Linked DNA regions of Pan troglodytes: region 2 is linked to region 1. A link is a contact called in public HiChIP or PLAC-seq data. All regions are on one chromosome and are shown on one strand. Each heading gives the region's core, a stretch centred on a gene start, on an enhancer-like site or on the middle of the called end of the contact. The rest is flanking DNA. Distances are from core to core; before and after follow the strand shown. Region 1 holds the start of NKRF (NFKB repressing factor). Region 2 holds the start of SEPTIN6 (septin 6).

What was found. HiChIP or PLAC-seq counts read pairs in DNA pulled down with a chosen protein or histone mark.
Region 2: a contact with region 1 is called in an H3K4me3 HiChIP or PLAC-seq map of stem cell-derived excitatory neurons, with 5 times the contacts expected there. The contact joins the promoter of SEPTIN6 here to the promoter of NKRF in region 1. A contact is called at or near these places in 1 of 7 Hi-C or Micro-C datasets (stem cell-derived neural progenitor cells) and 1 of 1 datasets of contacts at active chromatin or transcription factors (stem cell-derived excitatory neurons).

Annotation. Positions count from the first base shown.
Region 1 is chrX:117,120,098-117,124,311 of NHGRI_mPanTro3-v2.0_pri, reverse strand. It overlaps NKRF (NFKB repressing factor), which reads left to right and starts at 1,981. Exons shown (of 3, transcript XM_009439568.5): 1 at 1,981-2,722. The coding sequence starts at 2,457.
Region 2 is chrX:117,206,310-117,211,146 of NHGRI_mPanTro3-v2.0_pri, reverse strand. SEPTIN6 (septin 6) reads left to right here and starts at 2,129. Exons shown (of 10, transcript NM_001302399.1): 1 at 2,129-2,222. The coding sequence starts at 2,193.

The sequences.
Region 1 (4,214 bases), core at 732-3,231:
TTTCATGTAACTGACATTCCAGTGGAATACAGCAAGAATACAAAAAGGAAAGAAAGTGTTTTTTCTCTGTTGTCCTGAAATTGATTACAAGCTGGGTGGGGAGAAATAGCCCTATGTAAAACCAAATGTGCCACCAGCAGTAGGACCACTGGATGAGGTGGCTTTGACTCAGTGCCCTCTTTAACTCTCTAATGACATATTTCTAACTATATGACACCTTATGCGTAGGGGTGTATTGGACTGAGAAGAGCAGAAGATAACAGCACTTTTCAGTTTCAGAATTCTGTATTTCCATGTCTGTCTTTCTCTATGGTGGGCATTCAGGTTTATTGAGGTAATGTTAGTCTCTAAACCATCAAATCAAAGAATATAGTACTACGAAGGAAGGTTAGAGATAATAAATTCAAGTAATGATTGTACGAGTGAGAAAAATAAGGCCACAGAGGTGAAGTGTCTTGCCGAAGGCTGTAGAGATAGTTGTTGGCAATGATGAGATGAGAATTTAGGTCACCTGACTCCTCATCTGGTGTTCCCCCAGTCATTTGCCTTTGCACTGCTCTGTTTTCTTTCTTTCTTTTTTTTTTTGAAACGGAGTCTCACTCTGTTGCCCAGGCTGGAGTGTAGTGGCGCGATATTGGCTCACTGCAACCTCTGCCTTCCGGGTCCAAGCGATTCTCCTGCCTCAGCCTCCGGAGTAGCTGGGATTACAGGCGCCTGCCACCACGCCCGGCTAATTTTTGTATTTTTAGTGGAGACAGGGGTTTCACCATGTTGGCCAGGCTGGTCTCGAACTCCTGACCTCAAGTAATCCTCCTGCCTCGGCCTCCCAAAGTGCTGGGATTACAGGCGTGAGCCACTGCACCCAGCCTGTTTTATTTTCTTCACAGCATGTATCACCTTGTGAACTTTTTAAAAACATTTCGATTGTTACCCCAATAAACATGAATGCCCACCACGGAGAAAGACAGACGTGGAAATAAATTATGAAAGTGTGTAAAGTGCTGTTATCTTCTGCTCCTCTCAGTCTAATACACCCCTAACATAAAGTGTCATATAATTAGAAATACGTCATTAAAGAGTTAAAGACGGTAGTGTGTTAAAGCCACCTCATCCAATGGTCCGGCTCCTGGTGGAACATTTAGTTTTATGCAGGGCTATTTCTCCCCACCAAGATTGTAGTCAATTCCAGGACAACAGAGAAAACCCACTTTCTTTCCTTCTTTTTTGTACTCTTGCTGTATTGAGCACACAGTAGGTGCAGTGTAAATTCCCGCCGACAGACACTCATTGATTAACTGCTTTCGTGACACAGGTTGGCAGATAGGGACTGAAGTTATTGAGTGAAGCTGACTCCGGGTGGAGTGATACATTTGGCTACAGTGATTGAGCGGCTTGCTACCTTGCAGTACCCTCTTCTCTGGGCCCCTTTTGTATCTTGTAATCTTTTGCACTTAAGTTGATACGTGAAATACAGACGTGCAATCGTGATCAGAACTGTGTAAACAGTATCTGTGTTCGTAATTGGGATACAGTATGGACTTGAAACTGGCTAACTTGAGAAGCGGCGCTGTGGATGATTTTCTTGGCAAGTGTTTCATTTTTACTACGTTTCCGCAGTAAGCTATTACACAGAGCTAATGATGCACGATGCACAGAGCATTTCAAGCTACTCTCTGAAGAAAAGGCACCTCGGGGAACTGACTGTTTTGTTTTGTTTTAATGTAAAGTCCAGTGCAGACCTAAATCCCTTACAAGGAACATGGTCTCACTGTCGCGCCGCTTAAAAATCCAGGGAAAAGTGTCAGACCAGCCGTGGGCTACCAACATTCATCTGAGGGCACCTTCTAACCATATTCTCGAACCTCAGAGAACCTTCCTAAATTCCCTTTCTGGAGTCCCCGCCCTCCGCTTGTCACCGTAGTGCGTCAAAGGCCCGTAGTCGTCACTGGAGGGAAAAAAGTACGTCGCGCGAGATTCTGCGACGGGATTTGGAAGTTAGGGAACAGCCGCGGCGCAAGCGCACTGGCCTCACAACCCCGGACGGCACGCGGGTAGGTAGGCTAGAACCTAGAGGAGGGGAGCAGAGCGTGCTGGGGTCTTTTATCGCTCTCCGCGCAGTGCGTGGGTCTGCGGATCCGTGGAGGTGCGGAGCCTGACTCGGCCTCCCCGGCTCGCGCGTGAGTGCGGCGGAAGCCCTTCTGCTCCTCCACGAGTTAGAGGAGTGTAGGGGACGTGCATCCCAGTGTCGGGACGCGAGCTCGTGCTCCTCTTTTCCTCCTAACGGTGGCCCCCACGCACACACTCCAGTCCCCCCGAGAGTTGATCTTCTCCCCTCAGCGCGCCCCTCCTTACCCGGCCCCTCCCACCGGCCCCCCGTTTCCGCCCGCTTGCTAGCTGCCTAGCTCGCGGTCTGTAGTCGGCTTCGTCCCTGGGGTCCCTGCTTGGGGGCGGAGAAGATGGCTGGAGGACGTCTGCTGTTGGGGGGCGACTTCCTGTCGCCGCCGCCGCTGCCCCCCCTCCCGCCGCCGCCGCTGCCGCCCCTCCCGCCGCCCCCGCCCGAGCCAGTGCTGGAGCAGTGGCGCTATAGCCACGAAAGTGACTGGCAGTGGGCTCTGCGGCGCAGCTTCATCTGTCGGCACCTGCACAGCTATCCCGGGGCTGCCCTCGACCAGCTCCTCGCGCTCTCCGCCGCCTGGACCAACCACGTCTTCCTGGGCTGCAGGTGAGGAAGGTGTGGGTGTCGGGTTAGGGACGGGGGTGAGAGATCGGTGATGGGGGATCGGGTTAGGGACGGCGCTGGAGGGATCGATGATGGTGGTTGGGATAGGGACGGGGGCGGGATGCGGAGGATAGGTTGGAGGCTGGAGATTTGGAGGTGCTGGAGGGCACTAGAGGGATCACTATTGGCCTGGGGGTGGGGTGGCCGACTGTGGTGGCTGGGCATGACATAACAGCTAGGAGGGTGCAGAGATCGCGGAAGCGGCCTCTCCAGGACCAGGGATGGAGATGAAGCAGCGCCTAGAAGAGGATTATTGAGAGGTGGTCATTGTAGTTGGTGGCGGTATTAGAGGACGTGGGAAATGATGAATAGCAGCATCTCGGACCTGCGTAGGGCCTTCCAAGGATGCAGTATCCGCAGAGAATATATTCGACAGTTGGGGTTGTTGGGGAAGGGCGAGGGGACCCCACTGTTCTAGTCTCCTCCTGACCACTCTCTTTTTCCATTCCTCTTAAATACCCCCCTCTACTTGCAGCCCCCTAGCAGGGTCTTACTGTCTTCTCCTGGGGAGGCGGTACGTATCAGCTCTCTGAGCCGCAGCAGCGTCAGCCTTGCTTGTAGATTTGCGCATAATGTGTCTGGACTCAAACAAAGAAATGGATATATCTACTGTAAAAATGGATTGCCCTCTTTTTACCCTAAATGGGATCAGAAGGATTAACATTTGGCTCTGAGTGAGGTTTTAGGTGTGTGTGTCTGTGGTGGGGGTGGGGGTGTGTGTGTGTTTGTTTTTCCCCCCTTTCCTAGAACCTGGTGACGTTTTGAACAGGCCTCTTTGAAAGCTCTTTGCATTCAATGGAGACTGCAGTATGGTTCCAAAGCAGCGTGTTTTGTTTTGTTTTGTTTTGTTTTTTTGAAGAGGCTACTTGGACCTCTGTCCTTCAGAACCCCTAAATCGGCCCTATACTAGACTATTCATTCTTTGATAGACTGGGAGACGACTTCTTTTGACATAGTTTTTTTTGTTTTTGTTTTTTTTTAAATCAGGAAGGGTGAGAGATTCTGGAATATGATCATGTCAATTTTGGCCAGTTCAGTTCCAGGAGTGACTGTAACAGATGCAGAAAAATAGGATTGTCTCCTCCTGCCCTTAATTATTGAACATGGCATTCAGTGTGATATACTTTGCTCTCATCACAGACATTATTTTTCTGTCTTTTCAAGGTTAGCATAATTTCTACCTCCAGAGATAATGATTAGGAGGAACTGGTTACAACTGAAGAAGCCTTAGTTATTGAACAAGTCAGATAAATCTACTTGACCTTTGCCTAACAGTGTTGTTCTTGAGTTCAAAAGTTACCTTTATCCTATAATCGTAAGTCTCCATAATATCACAGAAGGCTGTCGGAAATCTGAATCCTTAAAATAAAAACAAAAACTTAAATGAGGATAACCATCCTTTGTGTTAATAATAAATCTTACCTTCCCACTAGAA
Region 2 (4,837 bases), core at 880-3,379, 87 kb before region 1:
CTGTCCCAGACACCCAGCCTGGAAGCCGCCAGTCACCTCTGACTCCCCGCCCCCATGCGGTTGGGGCCCAAGCCTCACCGTGGTTCCTCAGATATAGCACTGGTCCCCCGTGTCACTGCCAACCCAGTCCAGGGCTCAGGCCCTGCCCCAAAGCTCCAGAGAGTCTGAAAGACTCCAGCTGCCCCTCTTCCTTGCCACCGCCATCCGCCCTATGGCCTGCGCCTTCTGTCTCGCGGAACTCCTCTGCGCTGATCCCTGATTTTGCCAGGCTCTTCTCTTTAGGCCGCTCCTGGGTCTCCAGCACAATGAAGGCGCACAGTGGCGCTCCCTGAATACTTGGCTCTTCATGACTGTCCTTACTGCTATTCCCTCACTGTGTCTCTTCTTTCTTCTCCCCGCCCCCCTCGCACGCATCCAAGTTCTCTGCCCTCCGCTTAATAGAGTGCCTCCTGACTGCGAGGCCCTGCACTCGGCCCTGGGATGCGTTTGCTGAGTCCTTGTTCTCCAGGCGCACAGGGTACATACATAAAGGGCTTCCCGAGAGAGTGTGAGAAGCTCCATCCAGCAGGTGGAACCAAGTGCCAGGCATGCTCTTCTTTGGCTACTCCATTTTCTTGTCTTCCCTGACTTCTCCGAGACCAGGGCCTCTGGATCGAGTCCCTTCTTCCTCTCTCTCCCTGGTTCCTTCTTTTCTTTTTCCCTCTCTCCTGCCTCCTCCTCAGCTGCTCCAGCCTTGGGCCTCTACGGGGTCATCTTCCATGCTCCATTGGGGCCCCCTCTTGGGCCCGGGTTTCCTCCATAGGCTCGTCATCCCCTCCCCCATCTGGGGTCCCTCTGGCGGGCCCAGGTCTCTCTCCCACACCAGGGAACCTGCCCTTTTGAGGAGTGGAATGTACTGTCCCTCCCGCTGGGGCCTCGGGCATGCCAAATCAGCCAGCGTGCTCCAGTGACAGGGAGCTAGCAAGAGGCCAGTCCCAGGAGGCAGGGGAGGGCGCCAAGGCCGGAGAAGTGGAGAGGTGCCCACGAGAGAGGACCCGCGGAGGTGGGCCACGGGGATAAGGAGGGCGGGCGGGCGCACCCCTGCCTTCGGAAGTTCTCTCCTCTGCGCCCTATTGGCCGCCTTGTCCCGGGCTGAATGAGGGTCAAGGAGAAATCAGGGGGCGGGACAGAGTGACTGGAGGCCGCTCCCCGTCACCCGCCCCTCCATTTCGCTCCATAGAGCTGAGAACCTTCATCTCCAGCCCCTCCTCTGGTACTAGAAGGGGTGGGTGGTCTGAGTCTCTGGTCTTGCTGAGCGTCTAGGGCTGGGTCGGAGAGAGGAGGCGTGGGTTCCGTCTGTACTAGGTACCCGAAGGTGGTGAGCTTGGCTCCACGAATTACAGCCCACAGCACCCAAGGCTTGGAAACCCCAGGGCAGAAGCAGCGTCTCAAGACCTCTAGCCTCGGACCCCACATGCCACAGCTCAGCTCAGTTGCCGGGCTGCAGTGCGGCTCCCCCCACGGGCCCCCTTTCTAAGCTGTACTGTGGAGCGGCAGGTGCCGCAGGCCTCCCCAGTACCTCGGCCGCAGCTGCACTCCCGGGCCATGGGGGGAGGGAGACACGACAGTGGGGCATCGAGACTCCAGCGGCCAAGGCGCACCCATCTAAGCACCTTGGGATCTCGGTGGAAAGGAAGGGGGGTAACGGGGGCCGGGAGGAGAACTGCAGAGCTCGGCCGCTGAGCAGAGTATGGGAGGGGGGAGGGGCGGGGGCTCCCTTCCAGCCTTCGGGGTCTGGGGACTTAGGGATGTAAAGGAGAGCAGGGGGGTGTGACAATTCAGCAGAGGTCGGGACGTACCACGGAGCCAAGTGGCGGGGGGGCAGAGGACGTGGTCACCGAGGGGAGCCCCCGCCCCCCTTCGTAGAAGCCTATGGCTGGGGTTGCAGGAAGAACTGGAACTGGGCTGGCCATAGGGGGAAGCGGCGCGTTAAATCCGCCCCCTCTCCATACCCTACTTTCAAGGGGTGGGCGGTAGAGGGGAGGTTGGGGTTGGAGCAGCGGCGAGGGGGCCCCTCCCTTGCACCTCCCCCCACCGGACTTGGTCGCGCCCGAAGTGTAACACTTTCTCTTTGTCGGAGGAGCTCCTCTGTTTCCTGTGCAGTAGCTCCCGTTGCGGCGGCACCCGTGGCAGCCCTGGCGGACGCAGGAGCGATGGCAGCGACCGATATAGCTCGCCAGGTGGTAAGTGCAGAGCTTGGGTGGCAGGGCCGGGGCCGAGGGCCTGGGGAGGGTCAAGGAGACCTGGCCGCCGCCGCCACATCGCGAGGAGGGCAGTGGGCAGCATCCAGGAGCCAAGGGCACGGTGGGACTTCTGCTCCCGGGGTCAGCAGCTCAGTCCCTCAGCCTGTCCCGGAAAACGGTGGTGACGCGCGGGGGGCGGGGGGCGGCAGGGGGGCAGGCAAAACCTGCGGGCCGGCGGCTGAACTTGCATTGCCCAAGAGCCGCAGTGAGCGCCGCCGCCTCCCTCGCTGCAGCTGCGGCCCCACGGCTGGGGCGTTGCCGAATGAATGGCCGTAGGAGCCGCCGAGCCCTCCGGGTCCCTGGCACCCTGGCCTTGCCGCGCCCCTGCGCACGGCTGCCCGTTGTGACCCGGGACCGCACAGGCAAAGAGGCGCGGGGCTGGGGTTAGCCTGGGGCAGAAGGCGGTGAGTGGCGAGGGGGGCGGGGAGGTGACTGGCTGGGATAGGGTTTCTCTATATGCATTACATATGTGACTGCGTCTGTGTGTGTATCGGTGTGCGCGTATGTGTGCACGCGCGCGCGCTCGTGTCTTCCCGGGCGGGCGGCGGCGGCGCCGGGGTTCTGTCTGTGACCCAAAGAAGTCCGCCTGTTTCTCTGAGTGTGCTCACCTCTGTGGTGTGTGTCCGAACGCCTCTCTGTCTGCTTGTGCTGTGTGCCTCTGGGTCTCATTTGTGCGTCAGTGTGGGGTGCAGTTGGCTGGCCTGTAGGTGGCTGGCTGCGTATTTTGGCATGTTTTGGAGCGGGCCTCTGAGGATCTGTCTCGGGTGCATGTTCAGTGTAACTGGGCTTGTGTGCCAAAACCTGTGGAGCTGGCTTCTTTCTATGGAGACTCAGGAAAATAAGTGTGAGACTCGCAAAAGCGGTGCCGTCTCTTTTTTTGTTGGCGACCGACTCTGGGGAAAAAAAGAAAATCTTCATTTAAAGAACTGAAGTTTTCCAGCCTGGGATGTGCAGAGAAACCATGTTGAAGTGACCTGAGGCTCCATGTTTGTTTTTTAAACCAGAAGTTTGGTTGCAAAGGGCGATGAATTCCATTTGGGGGGGACACCCTAGCTATTCTATTCATCCATGGGTATCTGGGACTTTAATAAGCCCACCAGCACCCCGAGGTGGGGAAGGAGTGGGAGACAGAGGTAGGTCAAATCCCATGACACCACATACTACTTGACGAAAATCTCCGAACCACATAAAAATGTTTTTCAACCTTGTAGCTTACTTATTTAGGAAAATAGTTCATGCAATGCAACTACAGTACAAAAAAAAAGCCTCTAGGTATTTGGTGTAATTGAAATTGATTTTACAAAATCTGAAGCCAGAATCTGATAATATTTTCTCTACAGAATATGTATTAATGTCTCTTTTGTCCCTGTTTGGAAGGGCAGGATCATTTCTTCGGAACCTCCTCCACCCCCTGCACACCCTAGCACAGAGCACTTTATGCAGTCATGTTGTGGAAGGACCAGGAGTAGACAGGAGACATTCTCTGTGATGATGCAATTTGAGAGAATTTTCTTCCCCCAAGATTGGCACTCTCGTTGTTTATTGCTTTAGTGTTTTGAGGGCTCCCTCTTTTCTACTGTGGCTTTTCTGCTCCTGGTTACCTGCATTTCAGAGATGGTATAGCTGAAGTAGAGGAATTAATCTCTGGGATTACACTAGCTCCATCCAAAAATGACGCTAATGATTTTTCATGTCAGCTAATGAATTTGCATCGACCTGTCCTCCATACTCTCACCAGTTTCTCTTGCCTGGATTAGGATTGCAGGGCAGGTGTTGCAATGGGGAACATTCCAGAAGGTTGTGTGTGTTTCACCTCAGGCACAACTCAGGCAACCTAGAGATGCCCTTTGTTCTGCAGATGGGGGTGAGGGGGTGCTTTAGGGCCACTTGGTTTGCTTTGCATGGCTCCAGTTTGCTCTGGCTGGCCTTGCCATACTGTATGATGAAGAACATAATTGTACGCCAGATTCTGAAGCTGAAAGAGCAGCCTAAGCACTCGAGACCTTGTTATCGTGATAAATGGGTTTCTGGGAAAACTGACGTCACTCTCCATGCCCCCCTCCCCCAGCCAGTGAAGCTCCTGTTTATGTGTCATTTGTCTCTCTGTTCTCCTTTGTGTCTGCAATAAGTTGTAATTCACCAGGGAAGACGGAGTTAACTCAGGAGACCTTGGACATCTGGTTGCTGCTTGTTTCCTCCAAGGAACATGTATTCAGGGTTTGGGAACAGAAGACTAGAGAATAAACCTAAGTGTGGCTAGCTTAGGAATTCTTTTTTTTTTTTTTTTTTGAGACGGAATCTTGCTCTGTTGCCCAGGCTGGAGTGCAAGTGGCATGATCTCGGCTCACTGCAACCTCAGCCTCCCAGGTTCAAGCGATTCTCCTGCCTCAGCCTCCCGAGTAGCTGGGATTACAGGCACCCCCCACCACGCCTGGCTAGTTTTGATATTTTTAGTAGAGGGGGGTTTTCACCATGTTGGCCAGGCTGGTCTCGAACTCCTGACCTTGTGATCCACCCGCCTCAGCCTCCCAAAGTGTTGGGATTACAGGCATGAG